Regions from separate parts of the Mus musculus genome. Here region 2 is linked to region 1. Evidence: chromatin contacts called from public HiChIP or PLAC-seq data. All regions are on one chromosome and are shown on one strand. The core of a region is the stretch at or near the end of the contact, and the rest is flanking DNA. Distances in the headings are between cores, read along the strand shown. Region 1 overlaps Cdc42bpb (CDC42 binding protein kinase beta). Region 2 overlaps Mark3 (MAP/microtubule affinity regulating kinase 3).

Evidence for each region. HiChIP or PLAC-seq counts read pairs in DNA pulled down with a chosen protein or histone mark.
Region 2: an H3K27ac HiChIP or PLAC-seq map of microglia shows a contact between it and region 1, with 6 times the contacts expected there. The contact joins two enhancer-like sites. A contact is called at or near these places in 2 of 115 datasets of contacts at active chromatin or transcription factors (embryonic stem cells and microglia) and 3 of 9 other capture datasets (adipose tissue, liver and pancreatic islet).

What each region holds. Positions count from the first base shown.
Region 1 is chr12:111,362,980-111,370,090 of GRCm38.p6, reverse strand. All of the region lies in intron 1 of Cdc42bpb (CDC42 binding protein kinase beta), which reads left to right. Among named protein-coding and RNA genes, the nearest start is that of Cdc42bpb, 11 kb to the left of the region's middle. Within about 2 kb of position 4,655, at least 8 of the 459 cell types and tissues checked have an H3K27ac peak or open chromatin away from gene starts, as enhancers often do. A contact at or near this core is called in microglia, where this site is marked.
Region 2 is chr12:111,588,484-111,595,594 of GRCm38.p6, reverse strand. Mark3 (MAP/microtubule affinity regulating kinase 3) reads right to left here. Exons shown (of 18, transcript NM_001370744.1): 2 at 2,827-3,018. Among named protein-coding and RNA genes, the nearest start is that of Mark3, 18 kb to the right of the region's middle. Within about 2 kb of position 2,769, at least 22 of the 459 cell types and tissues checked have an H3K27ac peak or open chromatin away from gene starts, as enhancers often do. A contact at or near this core is called in microglia, where this site is marked.

The DNA of each region.
Region 1 (7,111 bases), core at 3,406-5,905:
TTTGCCTTTAGCTTGAGTCTCAGTGGACAGACCTGAATTTCACACTAGGTTGTTACTTACTTCATTTGTGTTTTTACTTAATTGAAACAAGATCCCATCCACTGTGCGGCCCTGGCTATCTCTGAGCTGGCTGTGGAACCCAGGCTGACCTTGAACTCACAGAACTCCTCCTGCCTCTGCATCCAGAGTGCTGGAACTAAAGGCATGCACCACCAGGCCTGGCTTTGTAAGAGGTTTTTTTTTTGTTTTTTTTTTTTTTGTTTTTTAAACACAGAACACCACCAGTATAGTCACATGCCTCATGGAGTCTACCATTCCTGTGTCTTCTAGAGCCTTCCATGTTTCCTGCTTCATTTGAGGTTGTTTCTTCAGGTTTCTGCTATCCATCGATTTCTTTGAACTTCTAATGGGCTTTCTCTCTCTTAGGAAGGAGGTGGGGGAAGATTTGCGATTGGCCTGGGACTTGAAACAGCTGCCCAAGGCTGGCCTCATCCTTCTGCCTTCTCCTGAGCTCTCCTGCCCCCAGTGCACCACACACCTGGCTTTAGTGAGGATTGCTTTTGTTTCTCTCCTTCATTCATTCTCCCTGGATTTTGTGTGTCTTTTCCCTTTAAGGGAGTGGGAGTTTTGTTTTGTTTTGTTTTAAGTAGCTTCCTGAGAGAGAGAGAGAAAGAGAAAGAGAGAGAGAGAGAGAGAGAGAGAGAGTTCATCAGAGGTAAATGTTTGAAATTTGATCTGCTTAAAAATGTTTTCCCCCTCCCAGCTGGGATGACAGTGTGGCTGGACGTGGGCTGAAAGGCTGGAAAGGACTTCCCTGAGCTGTGTGAAGTATCCCTCCTGCCTCTGCTCCCCGAGCGCTTCTGTTGCTGGTCCACTGAGGCTCTGCGGCCTTGGTGTGACCCTTTGGATCTGGAGGCTCTGGGATGTGCAGGTTGTGAAGTGTTGTCTGGTGGGCACCTTGGATCCTTCGCCTCTGAGGGACTGTGGCTCTCTGACTCTCTGTTCCTGGGTTCTCCATTATGTGCATCTGAGCGAAGACGTTCAGTTGCGTCTCCTAGTCCTTTGCAGCCTGTTTCCGTGGTGCCCACTCCTGGCTAGGTGTTCATGTTCTTTAGTATTTCTTTGATAGCATCTTGTTTTTGTTTTATGATGGCAAGCTTTTAAATGTGTTTCTGTGTTTTAGTTGACTTATGCACATACTTACACTCAGACCTTTTCTCCTTTCACTCTGGTTTCTTTCTCTCTGTGTGGTATATGTACATGTGTGTCTGTGGGCATGCCTGTGTAGAGGACACAGGTAGACACTGGCTATCTTCTCCTGTTGTTCTCTACCTTATCTTTTGAGACTGCCTCTTTACCGAACCTGAAACTCACAGACTGCTAGGCTAGCTGGCCAGTGAGCTCTGGGGACGCACCTGTATCTGTTCCCCCAGCACTGGGTTACAGACACCAGGGCAGCTTTTACATGGAGGCTGTGATCTGAGTAGGTCCTCTGGCTTGCACAGGGCGCTCCTTACGCACTGAACCCCTCCCCCCACCTTCTCTCCTCCTTCCTGCCTCCCGTCCTAAGACAGGTCTTTCTGTGTTGCGGGGTTGTCCACGGACTGGGGTCTTTGGAAGCTCTGTTTCCACATCTGGGGCTTTGGACTGTCTTCTGACTTTCTTTCTGACTGTGTTTCTGATTGGAACTCTGTATCACCATCACACTGGAACCTTTTATCTCACTTTCAAGAAATAGGATGTGGCAGGGGTGGGGGCTACAGAGACGCCCAATATAGAGAGAACTTCCTATGTTTCCAGGGGGCTCCAGTTTGGCTTCCAGCATCTAAAGGGTGGCCCGCAAGTGCCTGTAACTTCGGCTCCAAAGGATCTCCTGTTCTTTTCTGGCCTATTTGGACACCTGTGGCTTATACTTACACAATCACATATAAATAAAATTTTTCTTTCTTTTTTTTTTTTTTTCTTTCAAAGACAGGGTTTCTCTGTATAGTGACCCTGGCTGTCCTCGAACTCACTTTGTAGACCAAGCTGGCCTCAAACTTACAGCGATCCTCTTGCCTCTGCCTCCCAAGTGCTGGGATTGAAGGCATGGGCTACCATGCTAGCCCAATAAAAATCTTAGAAAGGAAGGAAGGGAAGAAGGAAGGAAAGGAAAGAAAGACAAGAAAGACGTGGCCCCATAAGTGTGATTGGCAATCCAGAACTGGTAATTTGGTATCGTAGTTTTTTCTCTTGGTCTTGAAAGTTTCCCCAAGGAGAAATTTCCAGTCTCCGTGTGGTGGCAGAGTGGGCATGGCTGCAGTAGCTGGGAAGGTGTGGTGATGTGGAGGTGAGCTAGGGTCAGCTGAGGAACAGCTGGCTTCACACAGTCTCCTGCCCGGCCTGTCTCCTGCCTCTGCCCCTCAGCTCTGCTGTGGTACTGCCCTTCCTTCACCCGCTCTCACCTGCCTCTCCCCTCCGGTGCACACACAGGTTTCAGGTCTGCAGCCCTTATACGTTAGAGGCCACTTGTCTGGTTGCTTTCCCCACCACAGAGCTGCGTGGTCATTGCCAGGCCGCTGTTGTGTCTCATTTTTCATTCCAGGTATCTATTTTGTCAGGGCTCGGGATTGAACACGGGGCTTTATGCAGACTATACTAACTCTGCACCATTGAGCTGTATCCGCAACTCCACAAAGTATTAGGAAGGACCTGGGATGTACCAGCCTTGAGTTGCTGAACAAAACACAACTCCTGCGGCTCAGTTGGTCTTTGAGACGGATTGGGGTGGAGACCTCAGTGTGTAGGTGAAGGGCATGCTGTGTTCTGTGGCCCTGCACACGTGGCTGCCGAGGCCTGGGTTTACCTTTCCTTTGATCTGGATACATTTGCTGTTTCAGTTTCTATGTTTCGGTTTTCTTGAAAGGGATCCAAGTTAAGGAGGGAGCAGAGGTAGGGAGTCCAGCCTACTCTACAGACAGAAATCAGCTGAGAGGGATAGAGGAGAGGGTAAGCCTGAGAGGGGTTCCCCACAGTGCCCGCCTCCTCCAGGGCGTGGCCAGGAAGACCAGAAGGGGCTCAGTGCTGCTATTTGTGGCACAGCAGTTGTATGTGAACTGTCTTGAAATGACACGGAGCTGAGTTTGTTTAGTTCCTGAGCTTCTGGTATGGAGGAAGAAGTCACTTGGAAGTAAACGAGGGAAAGTTCTCACTGCACAAAACCTTGAGTTTTCACTCGGGTTTCACAGAAGTGAACTGAGAAGGTCAGTGGGCCCCCTTCCCCACAGCCACCATGCTTGCAAGGCTGTGGCTCTGTGGCACATCACCCTTGACAGAACAAATGTGAAATGAAGGAACTGAGCCCCGCCGTTCTGTGTAAGGAATTGGAGTCTGCATGCTGAATATTTTTTAACACATACCATATTTTTAATTCCCAATGCCATTTTTAAAAAAAATTTATGTATGTGAGTACAGCCTGGTTGTGTACAGATGGTTGTGAGCCTTCATGTGGTTGTTGGGAATTGAATTTTTAGGATCTCTGTTTGCTCCGGTCAACTCTGCTCACTCAGTCGCTGCTCGCTCCAACCCAAAGCTTTATTTATTATTATACATAAGTGCACTGTAGCTGACTTCAGACACACCAGAAGAGGGCGTCAGACCTCATTACAGGTGGTTGTGAACCACCATGTGGTTGCTGGGATTTGAACTCAGGACCTTTGGAAGAGCAGTCAGTGCTCTTACCTGCTGAGCCATCTCGCTAGCCCTCCCAATGCCATTTTATAGTGATTGCTACTGAGAAAGATGCTAATTTTATAAGTGATTGATAAATAGCAGTCCTTAAAGTAATTTTGCTGTATCTGTTCTGGTAAGACAGAGTCTCACTGTTCATCCTTTGCAAGGTTAGAAGTCATCATATAGACCAGGCTGGGCTCTGACTCAGAGATCCACCTGCCTCTGCCTCCCAGGGCACGCCCACCACACCCTCCTTGAAGCAATTCTGCAGCTCATTCACACATGGATGTTTTTAACCCAAAATATTTGAAATCAAATCATTGAATTTGTTTAAGTATATTAACAAGACAGCCTTTTGATGTACAGTTAAAATTAATCTTGGGGCTGGAGAGATGGCTCAGTTCTTTTGACTGCTCTTCCAGTTTACCACATGGTGGCTCACAGCCATCTGTAAAGGGATCCGATGTCCTCTTCTGGTGTGCACTGAAGACAGAGCACTCATACATAAAATACATGAATACATAAATCCTTTTAAAGTTAATCTGGGCAGTGTTGAGGAAACATGATGGTACTCCTGCTCCACCCCACAAGGGGCTTACTCTGTGTCTCTGCTGATCTTGCACTCGTGGTGAACCTCCTGCCTCAGCTTGCCTCGCTTGTTTCTCACTGGCGTGTCTTCAGGGTTCTGCCAAGGCTGTGCCGTGTGCGTCTCTGTTCACTCCTGTTTGTCACTGAGCACTGCTCTATCTGTCATACAGCAGGTTTATAGTTTGTTTATCCATTCATCAGTTGGTGCACATTTGGGCTTCCACTGGCTGTTAGGAATAATAAGATATCTGTGTACAATTCTTGTGTGGACGGACACGTGTTTTTCATTCCTCTCCGGGTTAGAGATGGCAGAGGTGGCAGCTCTGTGTCTGTGTTTTGAGGAACTACAGATTGTCCTCCACGGCAGAGGCCACGGCGTCTCCTGCCTGCTCTGCCTGCTGCTCGTCCCTGTGGGCAGAGTCCTCACTGTTGATGGCCTTGCTGCTTCTTAGTGGCTTGTGTTTAACACCTTTTCCTGTCTGTTGGCTATTTGTCTTTTTTAAAAAAAATATTCAAGTTCTATTTAAAATTGTATCAGTTTTGTTTTCAGTGTTGAGTTTGGAGTTGTTTATAGGATACAAGTCTCATAATAAACACACAGTTTGCTCCCAGTCTCTGGAGCTTCAGCTTCCGTTCTTCATGTTGTCCGTTGAAGCACAAGAGCAATTTTGATGAAGTCCAACTTAATTTTCTTTAGTTGCTTTTAGTTTCACAGCTAAGGAGTCATTGCCAAGTCCAAGGTCACAGAGTTTCACATCATTTCTCCTTTGTGTCTCCTCTGCCGTCTCCTGCCTCCCGCCTTCCGCCTTCTGCTTTCTCCTTTCTCCCCTTCCTTTTCTTTGTTGCTTAGTTTGTTTTTAGACATGGTCTTCTTATGTCGTTCCAGCTGTCTGTGAACCCACAGTTCTCCTGCGCCAGCCCTATTTTGTTTTTTGAGACAGGATCTCTATACATAGTCCTGGGTGGTGGGAAACTCACTCTGTAGACTAGGCTGGTCCTCAACTCACAGAAATCCACCTGCTTCTGCATCTCAAGTGCTGGAATTAAAGGCACACACCACCACTGCCGGCTGACTGTCACATTTCTTAAGTCGCAGCACCTGGGAGGCAGAGGCAAAGAGGAGCTTTGTGAGTTTGAGGCCAGCTTGGAGTATAGAATGAGTTCCAGGACAGCCAGAGCTATATAAAGAGACCCTGAAACAACAACTAGAAGGTTAACAGAAATAGATTTTATATATACATATATATATGACTGCTTTGCCTGCGTGTTTTGTGTACTGTGTACGTACATGCAGTGCCCATGCAGTGCCCATCGAGGCCAGAAGAGGGCATTGAATCCCCTTGGGTCTGGAGCTGCAGACAGTTGTGAGCTGTTGCATGGGTGCTGGGAATTGAAGGTCCTTTAAAGAGTAGTTTGTGCCTTAAACCACCAAGCCATCTCTCCAACCTCTGGTGCTTAGAATTTTTAATCTGCAAAGCTGAGGCAGCAGTCCTGCAAACTCTGGGCCAGCCTGTTCTATGTAGTGAGACCTCTGTTCAGAAACAAAGCAAAGCAAAACAATACCCCCGCCAACCCTTGGAGAGACCCCCCCTCCCCCCGCACCCTCCCAAGTGCTGAGAAGGAGATTTGCCTCTGCAGTTTGGGTCCAGTTTCTTTCTCTGTGGAATAATTGTGCTGGAGACCAAGAACACTGAGGTAGAGGAGCCGCAGTAGCTCTGCTTGTGTTCGTGGTGGCCTCGGGAGCATCCAATCCTCACCAGAGAGCATGCTGTTAGCCACGGGCTTTCCCTGGACGTCCTGTCGGGCTTTGAACTCTTCTGACTCTAGTTTGTAGAGCAAGTCTATGTGATCAGAGTCATTGGGTCTGCTCCGTGCCTTTTCTGTTCGTATTGAGGTCGCCCTGCAGCCTTCCTCCCCCAGGAGCTTACATTGTACGCCCTGCATTAGAAGCAGAGCCAGCCTGGCTTCTGTGGGGTAAGTCTCACTAGGTGTGGTCCTCACTTTTTGTGTCAGTGGAATTAGTTTGTTGGTACTGTTTTATTGAGGATTTCTGTGTTTGCATTCATAAGAGGTAATGGGTCTAGTTTCCACATTGCATGCTTGGTTTTGTTTGGGGTATTTTGGTCTCAAGCAATAAGAGGCATTCCTTCTTGCCTGCTTGCTTTCTGACTTTCTTTTCTCTCTCTCTCTCTCTCTTTCTTTTTTCTTTCTTTCTTTCTTTCTTGAATTGGAAGAATTGGTATTAACAATCTTTGTGTGTTTATATGCTCGAGCTCAAGTCCCCTGTGAGAGCAGCACGTGTTCATGACCACTGAGCCATCTTTCTGGTGCCTGTTTTATCGTGTATGTGTGTATGTGTGTGTTGGAGGGTTTTTTTCTTTCTCTTTTCTTTTCGTTTCTCTTCTTTCTTTCTTTCTTTCTTTCTTTCTTTCTTTCTTTCTTTCTTTCTTTCTTTCGGACGGGTAGGGGACAAGACAGGATCTCACTATATAGTTCGGACTTGTTCTTGAACTTGGAGACATCTGCCTCTGCCACCCGAGTGCTGGGATCCTGAGTCCCCACATCCTGCTGTCTCTCTTTTTTTAAAGCTGATTTTGATGAATAATTTTCTCTTAGAAACATCATGTTTTCTTAATTTCTGGTTTATGATCATGAATTATCTAAAGTTTATTTAATCTTTATGTCTTTTATTTTAATTTGAGTTGGAGGTCTTCATCAGTTTCTGACCTTTACGTGTGTGACTATGGTGAAGTCTTTCTTCCTCTCTTTCTCTTTGGTGGTTCGGGAATGGGGATGTTGGGGCAGTAGAAAC
Region 2 (7,111 bases), core at 1,520-4,019, 230 kb before region 1:
ATGATTTATTTTTTTACAATAAAGTATGCTATCTGATATTCTATTAGATCAGCAAAAATGGACAATCAGACAAAAGTTTCTTATAGAGCTTAGGCAAGAAGTGGAAAAACAGACATTCATTTTTAAAGGATAATATTTTGATTCTTCAAAATTGGCTTAATAGTGTCTATTACAATGTCAAATATTTGCCCACTCTGACCCAGAGCTTTTTTCCTATGACCTTATATTCTGATTCCTGAAACTCACTCTGTAGATCAGGTTGGCCTTGAACTCAGAGATCCACCTGCCTCTGCCTCCCAAATACTGGGATTACAGGTGTGCACCACCATAACCACGCTTATCCTACATTCTGAGTAAGAGCACACATCATCGGGTAAAGACTATTTACTATGGATCTATTTGTCTTAATAACAAAAACATTTAGAAATATCCCCAGTAGTCACTCTGACCCACTGTATACTGAAGACTATGCTGCCTTTAACTAATATGTGATTTCCAGGAAGACAAAGACAGTGATCAAGGCTCATTACTAACCAAAGATATTACTACTTGATTGGAGAGAGGCTCAACATACAAAAGTGCTTGCCATATAATCGCAACCTGAATTTGAAACCTAAAATCCACAATGGTAGGAGAGCATGGTTCTAATCTCTACACGTGGAAAGTGTTGTGCATGGCCATCCTCACACACACCCTGATAAGAGAAACAGTACTGCTATTAAAAATAGCCAAATAATAGAAATCACTATCATGCCCATAAGTCTCTTTCTTTGTTAAGCAAAAAGTTAATGTCTATATAAGAACTGGAGAAATTCTCTTGGAATAGAGAAATTTTTTAAAAAACAAAATTTTTGCTTTCTACATAACAACTTGTATAATGTTTACATATATAATTCTGGTCATACATACAACAGAAAGAAAAAAGCAAAAAATAATTTTGACTAAAGTTTTTGAAAACTGAGAAAAACCTTATTAAGTCACTATGGTCACTTTCTGGAGAAAGACTACACTAAAAGTAAGCACAGTGACCAGACTCCAGCAAACATGGTTGGTCTGTCTGTCTTGTTAACCTCAGGAAACTGGAGCAAACATCTGGAACTGATAGGTACTAATTTGTTATATCAAAAACTTATCATCTTGATGGGCCTGGGTGGCACACGTCTTTAGTTCCAGCACTCGGGAGGGAGGCAGAGGCAGAAGCAAGCTGATCTTTGAGTTGGAGGTCAGCCTGGTCTATAGAGTGAGTTCTAGGACACACTGGCTATACAGAGAAACCCTATTTCAAGAAAAAAGAACTTCTTATCTCTAGGAAACGCCGCTCCAGGACACCAGGGATGAGTCCCCTCTTCAGGTGCTTTCAGCTCCTAAACAGGAGACTCCATATCTCCACAGGAATATAGGCACTAAAACTGGGATCTATCAAGAGGTCTATCTTCTTTTATTGTCTTAAGAGCTAGTTAGGGTAAACAGGGCTTCCCAACCTTTTTCAAGTTCCAGCAAAAACAAAATCTAGAAGAGCTAAAGGGCACGTGGAAGAGGTCTATCAAAAAGGGCTCATGCTGGGTGTGGTGGGGCACAACTCTAATCTCAGCACTTGGGAGGCAGGGGTGGGTAGATGTCTGAGTTGAGGCCAGCTTGGCCTACATAACAAGTTCCAAGCCAGACAGAGCCAAAACAAAGGAAAAAAGAACTGGCTCTATATTCTCTAAGCCAGTGGGGTGCTAGGAGCCTGCCATGTGCCCTGATCAGCATGGCCACTTTCTGTGTGAATGCAAACACTCTCGTGGGTTTTGTTTGCCATTTGGATGCATTTTAAGTTATGGTCAAATGAATAACTGCCTCTAAGAAGCATAGACAGCCACTGGATTCTTGAACTGGTTGCATTTAGAAGGTTTACTAATTTGTTTTGTTTTGTTTTGTTTTTGAGAAAGGGTTTCTATGTATGGCCCCAACTGTCCTGGAACTTACTCTACAGATCAGGCCTGTCTCAAACTCAAGAGATCCTATTGCCTCTGCCTTTCAAGTGTTGGGACCAAAGTACGCAGCACCACACCCAACCAGAACATCTCTTTAAAAAGCATCTTTCATCTTTCAATCACACAATTATAGTCATGTGACCGCTAACAAGTCCCAACCGTTTCCCTACATTTACCATAGAATATCAGAGGGAGAGACAAGTCAACCAACATAAGATAAACCCTCTTGTATAAGGAAGAGATCAGGATAGTTAAGGAGTCTAATGCTTGAGAAAAGGGATATGCCAATTAATTCTCAGAAGTAAACCCTACAGAGACGGAGAAAGTACTCCAGGCAGAGAACAGGTACCAAGACTTAGATACAAGCACTCTTGTCAAAGGAGAAGAGAAGCTCGGCACCATACAAGATGCAAAGAGGAAGATAATTCTGAGGTGTCACTATATGAACACGGATAAGGAATGCAAGAGGAAGCAGCCAAGGTCACAAAAGCTGGGGAAGCACGAGCCTCTGGCACAACCTGGCAAACATGGGCTACTAGAAATCCCAGAGAAGGAAGGAAACCTGTGGGATAAACCTGTGTACACAGACAACCATTGATCTGCAAGTAACATGAGCGTATGGGCTTATATACAGAAGTGCATACATGCAGTTCAAGACAGTTTTATTGATTTTTTTTCCATTGAAAAAAGACACAGCATTACTAATTTTTCAAGTTGGCTCATTCCCTTGGTGTACTTGCCAGTTGCTAACGATGTCCTGGTCCTTAAGAGATTAGCAGTTGTTAACGATGTCCTGGTCCTTAAGAGATAGCAGGACAGCTACCACAGCAAAAGCAAGACAGGGATTTACCTCTCGGCCTGTGAGGATGTGTCTCGCCAATTTCACTTTTGCAAAGTTCCCCTTGCCGATTGTTTTCAACAGTCTGTAGTTTCCGATGTGAGGCTGTTCATCTGCACAGGAAGCTATTGAGTTTCTACACCGAGCTCCAGAGCGCCCGGTGCGGGAGGTGACTTCTTGCCTCCCGTCTCCATGTGAAATGTGCTGAAACGTAATGTACACAAAAACAAGGAAGTGAGAGGACATGCAGTACTGCCAAATTTTAGGAGCATCTAGAGGTTAGAAACAAAACATCAAGGCTTTCATTGAATCCTAAAGGACCAAAGCACGTGATATAAATTTAAGAGGAAAACAAGAGACTGATACAAGAAACATCAAGTTTTATAGCTCAATCCGGTGTTCTAAGAGCTGAGACAGTTCCAATTTATGATTTTTCCAACTTATCATGGTACAAAAACATTCATGGAGGACATTTAGTAGAAAAATTGTACTTCAAATTGTGCATTACAACTTTTTCCTGAGCCATTGATAAACAGTGTAATTAACAGTCTAAAAACACCAATAAGCCATGATGGTCAAGATTGCAGTGCACAGTGCAGCCAGCCTTTTTTTTTTTGAGGGGGGGAAAGGATACAGGTATTCAATTACCCAAGATATACAACACTTTCTTATGAAATGTTTGTTTTAGGTGATTTTTGCAAAATTGTAGGCTAATTTAAGTTAAAATAGGCCAGCTTAACCAAGCTGTAAAGTTTGGTAGGTTAAGGGTAATAATTAGACATTTGCAAGAAGAATCACTAAAATGTAACCCCACTGTCAGCAGATAAACATCTGCATTTTGAATAGGTGACTATCATACAAAACAGAACTTCATTCTCTGCAACAGCATCTGTATGTCTGATACTCACCACAGCCTGTGAGGGAACAAAATGTTAATGTCACCATTCAGTAATGACAATGGGGCCAATAGTCAATTAGTGAGAAATCCATTTCTTGTTACAATCAATTTTTTTCATTTTACAAACTAGTTTCATTTTAGTTTAGGGCTTTGGGGTTTTTTGTTGATTGTTGGTGGGGTTTTCTTTCATTTGTTTGTTTTTGTTTTTTGTTTTGTTTTATTATTGTTAGAAGAGCTACGTGTAGGGCTGGAGGAGTGGCTCAATGGTTAGTGCCCTCTTGCAGAGGACTTGGGTTTGAGTCCCAGCACTCACATATTGGGTCAAAACTATAACTCCAGTTCCAGGGGGTCTGATGCCCTCTTCTGGCTTCTACAGAAATTAATCACACACATGGTGTATAAATATGCATGCAGGCAAAACTTTTAAGCATATTAAGAAATCTAAAGCAATTGAAAGAGCTAAATGTTATAAGTTACTTTCTTTAGAAATACATGTGTATTTTTTTTTAGGTTTTATTTTAATTTATCAAATATGGTCCCAACCTGAAGTTGAGAGTCCTACTTCAGTATCTCCCAAATAAGGTTTACAAGCTACAGATTCTTTTAGAATATTATGTATATGATTATTTTGCCTGAATATATGTCTGTGTACCACATGCATGCAGTGTCTGAGGAGATCCAAGGGAGTCTTGAGGCAAGACGAGATCATCAGACCCCCTAGACTCTTCCTTATAACACAATACACACACCATACATCTTGTCTAGTCTTGAAAACAGTAAGCTATATCCTTAAATCATGGCAAAGGTTTTCCAAATGTTAAAAATAACCTACAAAGCCAAACTGTGACAGTAAGTGGCTCTTCTTCCAAATTTTGTACTTTAGAGATACAAAGTCAATTTTTACTTTTTAAAACATCTAGGGAGCCTGGTATAGTAGCACACAACTTTAATCTCAACTTTTGGGAGGCAGAGGCTGGTGGATCTCTGAGTTCAAGGCCACAATGGTCTACAGAGTGAGTTCTAGGAGAGCCAGGGCTACACAGAGAAACCCTGTCTGGGGTGGGGTGGTTAGGATATTATTTCGTCCACTACAGAAAAGGACTCCATAAAACTGACCAATTTATGATGTAAAAGAAAGACTATTAGCAAACTAGGATTAGAATAGACCTTCCTGTGATACATGCTTTTAATGCCAACACTTGGGAGGCAGATGCAGGCAGATCTCTGTGAGTTCCAGGCAGCCTGATCTACACAATTCCAGGACAACCTACCCTGTCTCAAAAACAAAAGAATGGACCTTCCTTAATGTGATAAGAATCACAGACCATAACTGGCTAGTAATCCCATTGCTACCATGCTGCCTACTCTTCTATTTGTAGTGTATTAAATAACCTTGTTTCTCACCCCAACCCCTCACCCCTTTTATGGATGCAAGGTCTCAGGTAGCAAGTTGGCTTCAAACTTACTATGTAACTGAATTCCTGAACCTCCTGCTTCCATCTCCCAGCAGCTATTCCAGCAAATATTACAGTTAATGGAAAAACACTAGAATCTGCTATTTCATTTATTCCTGCCTCTCTGTATTCATTACTGCATCCGGGTTGGCCACAGACTCTCAGATCTTTGTCTCAAACCCTTTAGGATTGGGAATACAGGCGTGTACCACCACACAAGGATCATCTTGTAGTTTCTGTCTTCATTTTAATTCTTTTTTGGATTTAGTTATTTTCTATGTTTTCCCCACATGTATGTACAGCGTCTGTGTGTCTCATGCCCATGGAAGACGGAAGAGATGCTCCCTTCCCTCTGTAAGGATCCTCCTGTAAGTTGAGTTATGAATGTTTGTGAACCACCCACCATGTCAGTGAGAGAAACTAAACTTGTGTGCTCTTAACTTGGGTGCTTTTGAATATTCAGTCCCAGAATAATTCTTTTAATAAATAAGGAGAATCTAATTTGTGCATCTTTAACCCAAAATTATATACTCAAAAGGTTTCAGATACCAGAGAATTTTCGACTTAGCATTAAGGATGATCATCAGGTAGGTTTTTTGCTGTTGTTGTTTTGAGTCTTTTCCCTAATTCAATCTAATATATTTCCAAGTCAGGCACGGTGGTGCACGCCTTTAGTCCCAGCACTCAGGATGAAGAGAGAACAAAAGTATATATAGTGCATTGCTGTGCAATCATGAGAACCTGAATTGAAACCAAGAACCTACACAGAACAGCCAAGCACTGTGATTCTAGTTGTAATCCCAGTGCTAAGGGAGCAGAAATACAAGGATTTCTGGGCCTCACAAAGGAAGGACTGACCGGTGAGATGGTCAGTGGGTAAAGGTGCCTGCTGTTAGGCCTGATGGCATGAGTGTAATTCCAGGGCCTGGGAAGGTAGATGGAGCAAACTGATCCCCCACAAATTGTTCTCTGATCTCGTTTGCCATGCCACACACATTCCCACATATAGAAATGTTAAATACATTAAAACAAAAACAAAAGAAGGTTGACAGCATCTGACTAGACCCAAGAAAATTTAACTAAGATCTGACCTCTAGAAACTCCCACACATATCTGCTTAAGTAATGAGATACAAGTGTGCTCCCCTCCACACATACACTTACAAATAGTTTTTGGAATTGTCAGCAGTTATCAACTACCAGTAGCAGTACACTTAGTTATTCAGAGTTTACTGCTGGTGTTTGCTTGGCCTTTTGTGTCTTTTCCGTTTTGCCCTTGTGTTCACAGTCACCAGGAGTCCTGACATTGATCTCTCTTTTGAATTGTTTATCAAAACAAACAATTCAAAGAATCAATAGTAGCTTAGGGCTGCCACAACCTCCGAATCACGCCAGCCTGTCTGTCTCGGCATAAAGCAAACCATGTTTGTATTTCTATCTATCTTGAGGCAGCATTCACTCTATGGCCTCAACTGGTCTCTATTTATAATCCTTCTATACCTCAGCTACCTCACTGCTAGAATTATTGGCATGCACCACAATACCCAGCACAAAAGTTTTCTTAAATAAAATAATTTTTTTACATAATTTAATTTTTAAAAAAAGATCTAAGCTAGGTATGGCCCCAGAACTAGAAAGAGGGCTGACACAAATCAAGGTCAACCTGGTCTACATCTCAGGTTGTATAGGCCAGTCAATCAATACACAGCAAACCTTGTCATTAAATTAAAAAAAAGAGGCCGGGCAGTAGTGGCACATGACTGTAATCCCAGCACTTGGGAGGCAGCGGCAGGCAGATTTCTGAGTCTGAGGCCAGCCTGGTCTACAGAGTGAGTTCCAGGATAGCCAGGGCTATACAGAGAAACCCTGTCTGGGGGGGGGGGGGGGAGGAGATGGTAAGGTCAGAAATGAAAGAGAAAGGGCCAAAAATGTAACTCAATGGTAGA